5 separate regions of the Sus scrofa genome follow, and all the other regions are linked to region 3. Evidence: chromatin contacts called from public Hi-C and HiChIP or PLAC-seq data. All regions are on one chromosome and are shown on one strand. Each heading gives the region's core, a stretch centred on a gene start, on an enhancer-like site or on the middle of the called end of the contact. The rest is flanking DNA. Distances are from core to core; before and after follow the strand shown.

What was found. A called contact is a pair of places that touch in the nucleus more often than the background predicts. HiChIP or PLAC-seq counts read pairs in DNA pulled down with a chosen protein or histone mark.
Region 1: an H3K27ac HiChIP or PLAC-seq map of skeletal muscle shows a contact between it and region 3, with 12 times the contacts expected there. The contact joins two enhancer-like sites. A contact is called at or near these places in 1 of 47 Hi-C or Micro-C datasets (embryonic fibroblasts) and 1 of 2 datasets of contacts at active chromatin or transcription factors (skeletal muscle).
Region 2: a Hi-C map of omental adipose tissue shows a contact between it and region 3, with 2.1 times the contacts expected there. The contact joins two enhancer-like sites. A contact is called at or near these places in 5 of 47 Hi-C or Micro-C datasets (liver, omental adipose tissue and skeletal muscle) and 1 of 2 datasets of contacts at active chromatin or transcription factors (skeletal muscle).
Region 4: an H3K27ac HiChIP or PLAC-seq map of skeletal muscle shows a contact between it and region 3, with 11 times the contacts expected there. The contact joins two enhancer-like sites. A contact is called at or near these places in 2 of 47 Hi-C or Micro-C datasets (embryonic fibroblasts and heart right ventricle) and 1 of 2 datasets of contacts at active chromatin or transcription factors (skeletal muscle).
Region 5: a Hi-C map of embryonic fibroblasts shows a contact between it and region 3, with 4 times the contacts expected there. The contact joins two enhancer-like sites. A contact is called at or near these places in 2 of 47 Hi-C or Micro-C datasets (embryonic fibroblasts and heart right ventricle).

What each region holds. Positions count from the first base shown.
Region 1 is chr15:129,862,015-129,864,714 of Sscrofa11.1, reverse strand. No RefSeq gene overlaps it. Among named protein-coding and RNA genes, the nearest start is that of PID1, 350 kb to the left of the region's middle. Within about 2 kb of position 1,349, at least 13 of the 83 cell types and tissues checked have an H3K27ac peak or open chromatin away from gene starts, as enhancers often do. A contact at or near this core is called in skeletal muscle, where this site is marked.
Region 2 is chr15:129,968,216-129,970,923 of Sscrofa11.1, reverse strand. LOC106506390 (a long non-coding RNA gene) reads left to right here. Exons shown (of 6, transcript XR_002339119.1): 4 at 2,066-2,233. Among named protein-coding and RNA genes, the nearest start is that of PID1, 250 kb to the left of the region's middle. Within about 2 kb of position 1,328, at least 8 of the 83 cell types and tissues checked have an H3K27ac peak or open chromatin away from gene starts, as enhancers often do. A contact at or near this core is called in omental adipose tissue, where this site is marked.
Region 3 is chr15:130,331,235-130,333,934 of Sscrofa11.1, reverse strand. No RefSeq gene overlaps it. Among named protein-coding and RNA genes, the nearest start is that of PID1, 120 kb to the right of the region's middle. Within about 2 kb of position 1,289, at least 30 of the 83 cell types and tissues checked have an H3K27ac peak or open chromatin away from gene starts, as enhancers often do. A contact at or near this core is called in omental adipose tissue and skeletal muscle, where this site is marked.
Region 4 is chr15:129,887,053-129,889,752 of Sscrofa11.1, reverse strand. No RefSeq gene overlaps it. Among named protein-coding and RNA genes, the nearest start is that of PID1, 330 kb to the left of the region's middle. Within about 2 kb of position 1,397, at least 18 of the 83 cell types and tissues checked have an H3K27ac peak or open chromatin away from gene starts, as enhancers often do. A contact at or near this core is called in skeletal muscle, where this site is marked.
Region 5 is chr15:129,830,306-129,833,005 of Sscrofa11.1, reverse strand. No RefSeq gene overlaps it. Among named protein-coding and RNA genes, the nearest start is that of SPHKAP, 370 kb to the right of the region's middle. Within about 2 kb of position 1,410, at least 21 of the 83 cell types and tissues checked have an H3K27ac peak or open chromatin away from gene starts, as enhancers often do.

The DNA of each region.
Region 1 (2,700 bases), core at 100-2,599, 470 kb after region 3:
GATCAAACCTAAATCCTCATGCATGCTAGTCAGTTTTGTTAACCACCGAGCCACTACGGGAATTCCCTTTTGGGCTCTTATTTTAGAATTATTCCAGGATTTGTCTTCTTCCTCTGATAGGGAGTCAGAGATGGAGTGGGGACAGAGGAGTTTCAGGATGCTTGCTTAGTTTGACAATTAGTTTTCTCTTCCAGGTTTGCGAGACTTTGCACAACCCAGTTTGCTAGTCTGTGAAAAAACAACACAAAACCTACAGAGATCTGAGCAATTACTACCCAGAGTACTGTTGTATGTCCATTGCTACTTATTACTTTAGAATCTGCTGATGTTCAACATCAAAGTACAAACGATTGTTCCATTTGGAATTGAGAGAGTACTCATGTAGCTGACTTGCCAAAACAACTGATGGAAATGAAAAAAAAAAAAAAAAAGCAAAAGAAAGAGAATCCCAGAACAGTTGGAAGAATCCTTTTTCTTCTGCCTAATTTCTAGAATGAAAGGCACAGAGAGAAAATGATCTCTGCCAGATGAATGAAGATTAAACAATGACCTCTGGAAGACAATCTTTCTCTTTCGGATTTGATTTTCAACTTCTGAAGTAGAACTGAACCAAGACAATAAAGTAAGTTTGATATGTATACGGCCTGTCTGTTTATGAATCCCAGTTTTATCACAACACAAATAGATAAATAATAGAAGCCCATAATGCTGGTCTCTGAAATTGTAGTTAAACTGAAACTCAGTATGCAGGAAACAAAAGATGAATGGCCTTTCATAAACATGTTTTTATAACATAATCTGCTCATATAAACAACAGGCAGTTCATCCTTTGGGGAATTCTTGTTAGCCAGGGTTTTCAAAGCTTCAGTGAATGGATTGAGTTTCAGAATTATTTCCCAATTTTGTGCTGTTTGGAGGAAACATCTGTTTACTGTATGTAAATGAACAAGACATTCTGTTCTTTTAGGGACTCAGCAAAGAGCCCTTAAAATAGGCCAATTTGGCAAATAAGGAAATAGAGCCTCTTCAAAGGACGACAAACGAAGTCTTGCGAGAGATATTGTAAAGATAGCAGTTGTTTCATTTTTTTTTTTCCCCTCTTGAAAATTTCTCTCCTCGGATCAAATGAGGAATGGATATTTCCCCTTGATTAAAAACCAGTCTGGAGCCTTTGGTTCTTTTCTTGTTTCTTCTTCGCTTCTCTTCTGGTCATCAGACAGCCCGAAAGTCAGAAAACAGACCTGCCTCATGGAAGAGGTGTGCCGCAGACAGCAAGGAGGGACAGGCAGTAAATCTTGGTTGGGTTAATATTTCCACATGTCTGGCAAATGCCCTTGGAAGGCTGGGTGTCCAGACAGTCGGAAACAGGTGCCGCAGCATGTGCCTTCCTCTCATAGTCTATTCAGCCTCTGCTCATCTTGAATATACAAATTTTGCTGGAGCTGAGCTTGGCCTGAGGGCAAGTCCTTCCGTGGTCCTGGCTGAAAGCAGTGTGAATAATGACAGGAGTCTGTCTATTCACCACATGTGCAAAAACAGAGATGTGTCCCCTCACCAACTGCTTACACGTATGGTTTTATAGCTCAAAGGGAACTGGTTGTTTTCTTACACTCGAACTCAGGGGAAAACTAAAAATTAATGTTGCTGTAATGCCTAAAAATTTGAGGCTTTATTCATTAGACTGAAGTATCCCAATGAGGTTTTAAAAAATTTTTATTTTATAGTGGAGTGTAGTTAATATACAATGCTGTATCAGTCCCAGGAGTATAGCAAAGTGATTCGGTTATACATTCTTATTCAGATTCTTTTCCTATACGGTTTATGACAGACTATTGAGTGGAATTCCCTGAGCAATACAGTAGGTTCTTGTTGATTATCTATTTTATATAGGTATAGCTATTTTCTTTATTATTTAAAGTCTAAATATTTGTGTTCTAAGTAGATAGCCACCATTTTATACAATAAATACAATGCACTGTAAATATGAAAAATGTATAACACCTTTTCCAAGAAATATTACTGTGATCTAATTAATACTTCCACATTTTTTCCATTTCAAAATCTGTATTAGCTAGCCATGACTTAGCATAATATTTTACTCGTATATTTCCATCTCACCTGAAACTGATACAGGCTATTGGTGCTCTCTTGTTCTTCCCTTTCAGTTTTATCTAGTTCTTCTGACCCCTAGCACTAATATTATTTAGAGCTGTCTACAGGAAAAGCCCTGCTTTTGAAACTCCCCCAAAATTACATTTTCTTTCCCAGGCTGATAAACTTGGAGGAGCTCCACTTTTTCTTTTTTTGAAACCAAATACCAGCCCACTTAAATAAACTGAATCTGTGTCTTGCTTTTTATAGTTATTAGTTTCCCCTTTTTGAATATCCTCTCTGTGTGAATGATTTTAAAACAATACAGCTTTCAATAATGAAACCAGCCAGGGAAGACCAAGCACAAAAAATAAATAGTGCACATGTCCCCTCTTGCCTCAAAAAAAAAAAAAAAAAAAAAAAAAAGAAAAAGAAAAGAAAAAGAAAAGACAAAAAGAAAGTAGAAATTGGAAGGGGAAATGGATGATGCATAGCTATCTGTGTGTGTGTTTGTGTGTTTAGATTTTTTTGCTTCAAACTTCAGCTGTGACCACTGGCTACCCAGAAGTGCTGGGAATAAAGATTATCTTTCTTTGACCATTAGGAAAT
Region 2 (2,708 bases), core at 79-2,578, 360 kb after region 3:
ATGTCTTAGTTAATAAATGGCACAACCGGAACTCAAAATCAGGTCGATGTAATACCAAAAAAATCTATGTTCTTATATTGATGCTCTTCGGCCCTTCTCAAGAAGCAGCTAAACTTTTTTTTTATATTTTTGTGATATTTCCTCCTCCAGTTCACCCTCATAGAAATGCAAATTGTGACTATCACAGCGGAACAATTTCTTAGGACTGAATGGACAGCCTTAGTGTTGATGCTTCGACAGAGCAACACATTCTCTTTTCCAAAATGAACATGTCAGTTATTTTAAGCAGATTTTATCTGGTTAAAATATAAGAGGATGACCCACAGTGTAAATACCTTCGTCTGACACCTCTCAATGACGGGCCAGGACTCTGCTGCCCACAGTCCTGTTCTCCCAGAAGAAGATCCATGACAGCTTTTATCTTACGGTCCATATCTAGTGTTCTTTATTATCCAATAGTCTGTTGTAGAAGCAAACATCTAAATATAAACATATCCCTTATTTTTACATTATTCCTTTTATTAGCTGACAGACATATGCCAAAGACTCAAAGAACAAGGATTCTCTTTTGGATTACCTTGCAGTTGAAAGCCTCAAAAACTACTGAAGATTTGAGGCCTGCCAATTCGTATGGGACGGAAAGGAAACCTGAGTGTACTGGCGCCAGGTCTTCAACTACATAGCCCTGTCACATTAGGTGGCCTCTTTTTCCAAATTATTTCTTTACAATTAAAAAAATTTATTTATTTAAAAAAATGTTTCCCAGGCTAGGAGTCGAGTCAGAGCTGCAGCTTCAGGCCTATGACACAGCCACAGCCATGGCAATGCTGGATCCGAGCCACATCTGCAGCCTATACAGCTTGTGGCAACACCCCATCATTAGCCCACCGAGCAAAGCCATGGATCAAACCTGCATCCTCGTGGACACTAAGACAGGCTCTTGATCCACTGAGCCACAAGGTGGATCTCCAGCAGGACTGCCATTAGGTGGCCTCTTTGAGCATCCGTTTCCTTATCTAAGGGATGTGGAGAATATACAATTTCTGAGGTCTTTTTCTATATCCGTAGTGCAGGGATTCTAATGTTTTAGTGGTTTCCATGCTATTAGAAAGCAACTTGCAGGATTTTCCTCTGGTATAGTCAACAAGCATCTAATTCCTTTTGTAAAAGGAATGAGACCAGAATGGAATGAGTCACTAATATCTAGTAAGCCTGAGAGAGAATGAGAAAGAAGACTGGTAAGTTTAAAAGAGGAAGGAATGAACTAGATGATGCAAGTCTGAACGGGTTCTGGAAGAAGCCTCTTGGTGGTTAGGAAGTAGAATGAGGACAACAGGGAAATTACAAAGCTCTACATATAGTGATTCTGCCCCAGCCTGTTCCTGAAGCTTCCACTTGGCTGATGAAAGTGCAGTGCTGCCTCGACTAGCCAGATAGGCAAAGACCTAGGTATTTATGTGCCCGCAGAGATGTGAAGTAAACTCATTCATAGAAAATGAAAGGAACATTCGGTTTAGTTGTATGGCAACTCCCTCTAACAAGGAGGGAGAAAAAATGGATATCCTGAGGTCTCAGTCATAGCCTAAGGGAAGGCATATTTATAATTATTCAGGGCAGAATTTACTATCTTTAGGCTTTGGGAGAAAGTGCAGTGTAAACAAAAGATGACACATCTGTCACAGAGATATATGCTACAGTTAGCAGAAGTTGACTGAGCAGTTTTAAAGAAGTTATAATCGACCTGAGCTAACAGCACATAGAGTACAGCTCCAGCTTCTACTGCTCCCACATAACTGGTACATTTCCAGCTTGGTGAACAATCTCAGGATATAAACAAGTATTGAGTTCAGCCTCATTCACAGCAGAACTCACAAACGGCCTTTATCTCCCTTAGGTGAAAAACATTAGGCGTGCTTTCTTAGTGCATACAAAGATGTTATTCAGCAGCCTGAGAAATGCATGAAACTCAGCTGGCTGCCGATGCTTAAGCAGTTCAGAAATATCACTGCCAATCCTTCTTTACCTTTCAACCTTTGCATTAAGGTAGGATCCTGTTATGTTGCAGGGGTTTAAGAAAGTGATCACCATTTCCAAGTGAAGTTTTAAGGAGCACACTGGTTGAAGATTTAGCTCAGAGTTCACATTCCGGGAGGTGAATTGATTTTCTATTTCACAAACGCTGGAAATCAATACAATGCTTTGGTTGAAAATAGCAAATTGCAGACCTTTATAGGTAAGTGACATCACCAGGTTGCGTGGACCGCCTGAGTGTTGATGCCTGATGAGAGCAACGAATGTTCTTGTTCCATTTTATGGAAATGCTCTGGTAAACAAACATTTAAAACTATGTATTTGTATATGCTAACTATGAACAGACTTTTATGCCAAAATTGTCTGACGTTTACAACATGGGAAATAATTTTAAGATAAATAGAATAGAGACAGAAAGTGAGATCCAAGTAAGTCAACTTAAAGGTTAAGGGAGTTAGTGTGACAAACTTCAAGTTGGGTACTGAGCTTCCTGGCACCTGGGTGGTGTTTACTCATTGTCTACTCTAGACCCGGTTCTGTGCTGGCTGTGTGCTACTGAGGGAAAGCTGACATGCTGTGCAGGGCCATTTGGCCCAAGCCTTCTCTCTGTGTGTAAACAGCTGGCCATTTCACTCTTTGTAAGCCCTTTCACTACAAAGAGATTGATTCCAAAGAAC
Region 3 (2,700 bases), core at 40-2,539:
CCCAGGCGGTTGCCCTTTCCTCCTGGTGCCTCCACTGTCAGAGCCTCTGAGTCATCGGAGTGTGTACTCTCTCTTTTTTTTAAAAAAAATTTTTTTTAAGGCCGCACCTGCGCATATGGAGGTTCCCAGGCTAGGGGTCCAATCGGAGCTGTAGCTGCTGGCCTACACCACAGCTCACGGCAATGCTGGATCATTAACCCACTGAGTGAGGCTAGGGATCAAACCTGCATCCTCATGGATGGTAGTCAGATTCTTTTCCACTGAGCCACAATAGGAACTCCAGAATGTGTACTCTTGAATCCACTCACAGACTGTGTGACCTGAACCATCCTCTAAGCTCTGCAAGCCTGATCTGCTGGATCCAAACGATGGGAATGTTACTTCTCTCCGCGGTTACTTCTCTCAGAGGTTGGGAGCTACTGGGCTTGTTTAGGAAAGGTAGTTATTGCACAGTGGCCAATACTACCTTCTACACCTGGGAGCCCAGGGTGGCCCTTGGCTTATCTTTGGGCTCGCAGAGCTTCCTGAGCCACCTGGCAGATCTCAGGATGGATGAGGATGGGGGATCTTATGCTGCCCTCCTCACCCAGGGACAGACACTCCAGTCCGCAGCTGCCTCATTGGTCCGTCATCTTCCCTTCTTTCTCTAGACATCCGCCCACCTAAGAAGCTTCTCTCCTCCCCCCACCCCGCGGCCCTCTTTTATTTTCTTTGCAGCATTTCTCACCGCCTGACCTACGGCCCTTTCAGGCGTTTTCTCCATCCTTGACTGTCTCCCCAACTAGAACGGAGCGCAGGGCAGAAGGAACACTCTCTTGCCCTCTATTCTGCGCTGCTGTATCCTCAGAATCCAGCACAGGGGCTGGAGCATAATAGGTGCTCAGTTAACTCCACTGGGGGCTAATGCATGACATTCTGTGGCCCAGCACCATGCCAGTCAAGACTCAGGCCATTCAGAGACCCCCGCTGACCTGAAGCCTGGGACCCCAGGGACTAGCTGTTCTGGCTTTGGGAAGCCCCCCTCTCCAGGCCCTCCCCTCTCCCAGACCCCATCCGACCCCAGAGTCCCTCGAGGAGCGGGGCAGTCGGTGCTGGCCTCCCCACACTCCCCTGGGCGGGATGAGGGGGTCCCTGGCAGCCGGGGATGCGGGCTCCCCGGCGGGCGCTGGCCCCGGGCATGCTCAGAGCGCGCAGGTCCGGGCGGCGGCGGCGGCGGGGGAGGAGGAGGGAGCGGTCCCCGCCGCCGCCGTGCGCTCGCGGGCCCGGGCGGAGCTGCGCAGTCCTCTCGCAGCTGCGCCAGGACAGCCGGCGCGCGGCCGTGCCCACAAGTTGCCGGCAGCCGAGCGCCGCGCCGCCTGCTCCGGCTCGCAGTCCCCCGCGCCCACCCCGCGGCGGTCGCCGGGCTCTGGGACGCACATCCCGCGGACACCCACCCCAGATGTGAAGCGGGACCGCGGCCCCTCGCCCTCTGGCGCGATCGACGAGTCTCGCCAGCGTCTCCTCTGCCAAATCCCTCGGCTGGAAGATGTGGCAGCCGGCCACGGAGCGCCTGCAGGTAAGGGGCACCGGGCGGCCGGGGGCCAGCCTGGAGGAGGAGGTGCTCGGCCTCAGGAGCAGAGGTGACACCCCTGGCCACTTGCAAGGATTTGCCCCCAAGCAGTGGTGTAGAATACAAGGATTAGAACCTGGTGCTGTGAGCTTAACCCAGGGGCCGGGGTGAGGGTGGGGAGGTTGATGAAACTGACAAATGCATTGCCTCGGGCGTCACAACTTTTGGCTTTGGGGTTACTGCGCGCCTGTTGGTATATGTGAGGTTGGACTCTCTGACCAGCAATTTTAGGTTGCATTCCACGGACACAAATTGACTGGTCTGGGGTTAGGATTTTTGCATCCAGATTATTATTATTTTTTTTCTTTTTGTCTCCAGGAAAGACAGAACAAATGATTTGTGAAAGCATCTGTTTGCCAATATAATTTGGAAATATCAAGCTTGGTTTGGCTTGGTCGGTGGTATGCTGCTTATTTTATTTTTCTCCATTCGTCGGCCCCCTTCCTTCATCTCCCCTGAACCCAAGCTCCCCCCAGATATTTGAAAATCAAAAGTTAGGTTCAGCCATGAAGAGTCAGGCCCTGGGTTATCCCATTAAAAGTTTTCCACTGATATCAACTGACATGCCCAACTGTCTTTCGTGTGGACTCTGAAGCTAGGGAGATGGGAAAGGGGTCAAAGTGAGAAAAGAGGGGCATTTTCAGAGAGGGGCTATATCCTGACCCTTGGGACCCCGGTATTACCCTGACTGCAAGGTTTGATGACTGCTTTTGCTCAAAAATCTTCTCAGGAGGCAGAGCAGCTATGCTGCCAGAAAAAAAAAAAAAAAAAAAAAAATCCACTGAATCCTGCAGTTAAATTTCGGGAGGCTCAGAGCCACATTGTTACATAGTAAACTTTGAAGAAGCCTTTAGGTGGTAAAATACAGCACCCCTGAAGGCTGAGGGCATCTGAAGACTTGGGACAGTGGGGGCCGGGAGCCCTGGCTGGCTTGGTTTTTCAATGAAAATTCGAAGTTGCCAAACACAGACTGTCTCTCAGATGCTAGGAAAGGCCAGCCTTTGCCTGTGAGTTCTCATATACTGAGGATTAACCCACAGGGGACATTGCTTTTAGCAGAAAAAAGATGCCCCATAGCCCCTTTCCAAGCC
Region 4 (2,700 bases), core at 148-2,647, 440 kb after region 3:
GGACTCCATAAAGGAAGGTGAAGAGGCCACCTGGAAACTAGGTTTCTTGGAGAAGGGGAAACTCATCTAGTCTGGCCAGGGTGGTCTGTTATGGCAGTGAAAGTGTGGAAAGTCGTAAGGGGCAAAGCTCGTTTATGACCCTGCGCATGAGTCAAGGAGCTAGAATTTAGGGTCTTGAGGGGTCCCTCAAAGAAAGCTCTGGCATGCAGTTGTACTGACTGGGTGCATCAGAACAAACAGAAGTTTTTGTGCATCAGAACAAGAGACTGGAGTTCCAGTCCTGGCTCAGTGATTAACAAATCTGACTAGGAACCATGAGGTTTTGGTTCGATCCCTGGCCTTGTTCAGTGGGTTAAGGATCTGGTGTTGCTATGAACTGTGGTGAAAGTCACAGATGCAGCTTGAATCCTGAGTTGCTGTGGCTCTGGCGTAGGCCAGTGGCTGCAGCTCCGATTAGATCCCTAGCCTGAGAACCCCCATGTGCCTCGGGTGCAGCCCTAGAAAAGCCAAAAAAAAAAAAAGAATCTGAGGACAAAATTGATTCATGTTGCCATCCCCAAAGAATGACGGCCTGTGTAACATGCTCTGGCTATCGTCCTTTCTCAGACTGTGTCTTCTCCCTCCTGGATCACCCTGCTCTGCCACTCCAGCTGTTTCCTTGGGTTCCTTGTGCAGACTGCTATCCTAGATGTCTGCTGCCTACAGCTATTACTTTCTGTGTTTCTGCCCAATGGGCACTTTCTCAATCGCATCTAACCTACCTTCTTGTTTTAAAAGTGCCACTTGTCTACCCTGTTCCCCTTCCTGCCATTACCTATTCTGGTTTTCTTTTTTATTCTTCAGCTTCTCCCATCTTTACAAATTATGTAATTCATACATTATGTTTCTCATTACGTTCTACTTCCCAAGAATGTAATCCCCACGAAGCCAGAAATCTCTATCTATTTTGTTCAGTGATGTATCTCAAGGGCTTAGTAACAAAAGGAATATAAGAAGAAGTTGGAGGAATGAATGGGGTAAGTGTATAAGTGAACTAGCTGATGATTACATACCAGGCGAGTAGTGGAAAGAGGGTTCGCACTCCAGTTGCTTTCTACCACTCACACATCAGATATGTGCCGAGCTATGCCACTGCATGCTGGGGAGAAGAGAGGACCAGTGCCTAAGCCATGTCTGCTGTCCCTGAACACAGCATTGGCTACGAAATGGCCTTAACCCTAGACTGCTAGGTTAAGAGTGAAGCAATTAGGGAATGAAACCTTTGTTCTTGTCAAAGAGAAGACTTTGGTTCCCTTATGGATTGCGTGCAGTTCTCTTGTTCCACAGCACAGACTGTGCTTGCGTCTTATCAGTCAGAGGAACGGCAACTCCATGAGCTCATGACATTAGTTCAAAATGCAATAATAAAACTGTCATCAACTGAAAAATCCAAGCTGCTGTTCTGTGAATGCCTCCCTTCCAGGGTCTGCTGGGAGCCGTGTCAGCCTCCATTGCTGGCCAGCTTTCTTAGCGTGGGTGCGGGTGTGGGCAGTGGGCTTAATTAAATCGTTAACCTTCATCACCAGTTCTTTCTAAGCTAAGGAAAAAAAAAAAAAACTCGATATGTAATTTGGTATTAATATGAAATATGGACCTTTTAAGACTTTCTCATGTTCCATTTTTAGAACGCAGACAAAATTCTCATGCCTAGCTGAACATGCTCTGGAAAGTGAACTAAGTAATGGCACTAGAAGGCATGCATAATTGGGTTTAAGCCCTTTGAGGAATGTGATGATGATTTTTACAATTCTGCCCAAATACGAGTCTCTCTTTATTGAGCCAGCAAGCCCAGCTTTCATGGCGTAAGTGAGATTACTGAGTCGTAACAGCTCAGGCTTCTTGGCCAATAACATTGAAGCCATTTAAGTCATTTGGAAACTCTTCAGCCAAGGTCATCACTGGAGCTGGACTTTCACCTAACAGGGAGGTCTAGAGTTTGGATGAGAGAGTGGAAAACAAGATGAGTGGCCACTAATCAAAGCAGCCCTGCTGAGTTCAGGACGTGTTCAGGCAAGGGCTTCCAGCCAGGATCTTTCAACTTGACCGTGGTCAAAGAGGGGCTTTCGATGCCAGTTTTCCCCTTATCCTTTTGAAACAGTGATTCCTAGAATCACTAGAAGGCAGTTTCTTTCTCAGTAGTGTCCTATGTACCTTCCTATACAGTGTCTCAAATGATAATAGGGAAATGTGTTAAATGACATGGAAAAGGCTAATCTCTTTTCGAACCCCATTTACAGTAACAAGTATTATCATACTTCACCCACAGCATACAGACATTCCTGGGCCAGGGACTAAATACCAGCCACAGCTGTGACCTATGCCACAGCTGCGGCAATACAGGATACTTTAACCCACTGAGCCCTGCTGGGAATTGAACACATGCCTCCACAGTGACCCAAGCTGCTGCTGTCAGATACTTTACCCACTGCACCACAGTGGAAACTCCCACAGTTCTATTTCGATGAGGGTTTTGAGTGAGGAGGTTCTTCTTTCCTAGGCCTTCCTCATCCTGAGGGCTGGAGTTAGAAGGAAGAGGGGAAACCAACATGTTAGGGCATTTATCCTATCAAGACCTAGCAAGGCATTTATGAATGTTTCTAAGTGTGTGGAGGAGCAAAGAGTTCAGAGTGGCAACAGAGGAACCAGCCTTGAGAGCCACCT
Region 5 (2,700 bases), core at 161-2,660, 500 kb after region 3:
GGGTAGGGTGGGAGACAAGGGAAGGAAACATTAAAGATGACTCGGTCTAACATGTATTATGTTTTCAAAGGATGATAGTGAAAACCATTCATAATTTGTAACATGGAAAGATGGAAGATATATTATTAAATTTTGAAAAAGGTAGCTTGCTTTTCTTTTTTTAAAGGTGTTCTTGTTTGTCAGTCTGCTCATATGTGTTAACTTTTTAAAAAAATTTACTGGAATATAATTGACTTACAATGTATTAGTTTCAGATGTAAAACTTTCGCGTTGCTTTTGGGATGCAAGAGTGCCAATGGATAGGGAGTTTCCATTTTTTATTTTGCGCTTCACTGCTAAATGTGTATTTCTAGCTCCCTACTGCTTTACTTTCATTGTTAGTAGTAAGGAAGATGCTTGTGAGGTAAAATTATGAAGTGTTATTTTCTTTGTTTCTATAAAAAACTAACACAGTTTATAATAAAAAGAAGGCAGTTGAAGGGCTGATCTGGAATGATCTTTAGGTTGTATAACTGCTTAAACAGGGTTAGGACTTTAGTAGTGGGGTATTAAAATATATAAAATATATACTTGCACATAGATCTTTCTATCTATCTCACTAAATGAATGAAATCAATAGCTTTTTGTTTCATTTTGATTTTTGTTTTCATAAAATGTATTTTTTTCAAGGAGTCTTTTATCCCTGAGTCTTTTGAAAGCTCTTTCAAAAACCCAGTATTTTGCTCAAGTGCTGTTAGCCAGAGCTGATGGGTCTCTGCCTGCAATGTGAATGTTCCTTTCTGACTAGTCCCTGGAACACTTTTGAGACTTTTGTACCAAATATTAATTACTTCATTATTGGAAGGCTCCTGTATACTTTTATATTCCAGCAAACAGCTTGGTAACTTTACCGGAGCAGGAAATGAATCGAAATCATAAAATTAAATAAACATTTCACATGAGTGCACATCTCTGGGCTCAGCTTGTGGCCATGCAGAACCCTGGCTGCTCAGCCAGAAGAAGTGACATGGCTCCACCAGCCTCCTGGCTGTAAGGCTGGAATGCTGCTGGAATGAAGGGCTTCACGGAGTTGAAAACAAGAGCCTTAGCAAGTGGATAACCAGAGAACCAGGGAAGCATGCAAAGAATGCAGCCCTTCAGCTAAATTACCTAACTGGAAATTACTCACCCAGGAGCTCCATCCTGCTGGGAACTCTGGGTCAATTTGTGAAGAAATAAGCAGTTTAAAAAAAAATCTCCAGACTGAACATTTTTTATTTTGAAAGTTTTATAGTCATGAAACTAGAGAAAAAGGTGGAGTGATCTTCTCAAATCCCAATGAATTTGACTTTGCTTCTTTGTTCCCCTTTCTAAAGACATTTTAACTACTGTTTTTAATGGCTTTTAAAAAACACCAGTTGAGTCAGAAAGAATCTGAGTCAATCCAAGTTATGCTGCCAGATTAGGTAGAAACATTATTAGGTCTCTCTCTTGTGTCATTTTAAGAAGTTAAAAAAAAAAAAGTATTTGTACTTGTTTAAAAGGGAAATAGGAAATAGTAAAAGCAGTACAGGTTGTCCTCATATTTCAAAGGCAAGTTTTTCAAAATACATATGAGTCAGTATTTGAAACTTGAAACAGTTTTTCTCACAGAAGGAATGTGAAATTGTGTGAAGGTTTACAGAAAAAAAAAAAAAAACCTGCACTGTGCTATAAACATTACATACTTTATATTTTAGCATTTGAGAAAATGTATCCTGAGAATCTTAGTCAAGACGTGCAAATAACAGAAACCAGCTAGCTGGCTGACTATGAGATGGGAACTCCTTAAAAGGAAGCAAGGTTATCTCTTAGAATTCAGGAATGTCCACTGGCAGCATGGGAACCAGGGCCAGGAACTCTGTAAAACTGTCATCGCCTCACCTCTGCTCTTATCTCTGCCTCCTGGACCTAGCAGACAGGCTTGTGTTGCCCTCTCTGTACACAGCAGGCACTGCAGGGTCACCTGGTAGCTTCAGAGACTCAGCTATACCCTTTGGGCCTATGTCAGACTAACTGGACTAGGTCTCGGCTCTAATTCCAAATGGCCATTAATTGGCCTAATTTGAGTCAGGACGGCCAACGTCCAGACGGTGCCAGGATATCAATTCTGTAGCAAGGATGCAATTCTTTTTTTTTTTTTTTTTTTTTTTTTTTCTGCTGTACAGCACAGTGACCCAGTTATACATATATATACATTCTTTTCCTCATATTATCTTCCATCATGTTCTATCCCAAGAGATTGGATAGAGTTCCCTGTGCTGTACAGCAGGACCACATTGCTTATCCATTCTTAATGTAATAATTTGCATCCCCTAACCCCAAACTCCCAGTCTATCCCATTCCCTCATCCCTCCCCCTTGGCAACCACAAGTCTGTTCTCTATATCCATGTCTGTGTTGCTGTTCTTAGAGAAAGAAGTTGTCTTGAGTTTTAACTCATTGGCATCCAAAGATAATACCATAATACCATAGTCAAGATGACTCCAATGTCGCTGTGGATGTTGGTGGGGGTGGCTTAGGGGGCGATGGCTTAGGAGTGTGTAGCTTTAGGAATACTTTATTAACTCTTCCAATTGATTGACTGATTTTTTTGATTGATTGACTTTGTGTCTTTTCAGGGCTACACCCTGGCATATGGAGGTTCCCAGGCTAGGGGTCAAATGGGAGCTGTAGCTGCCAG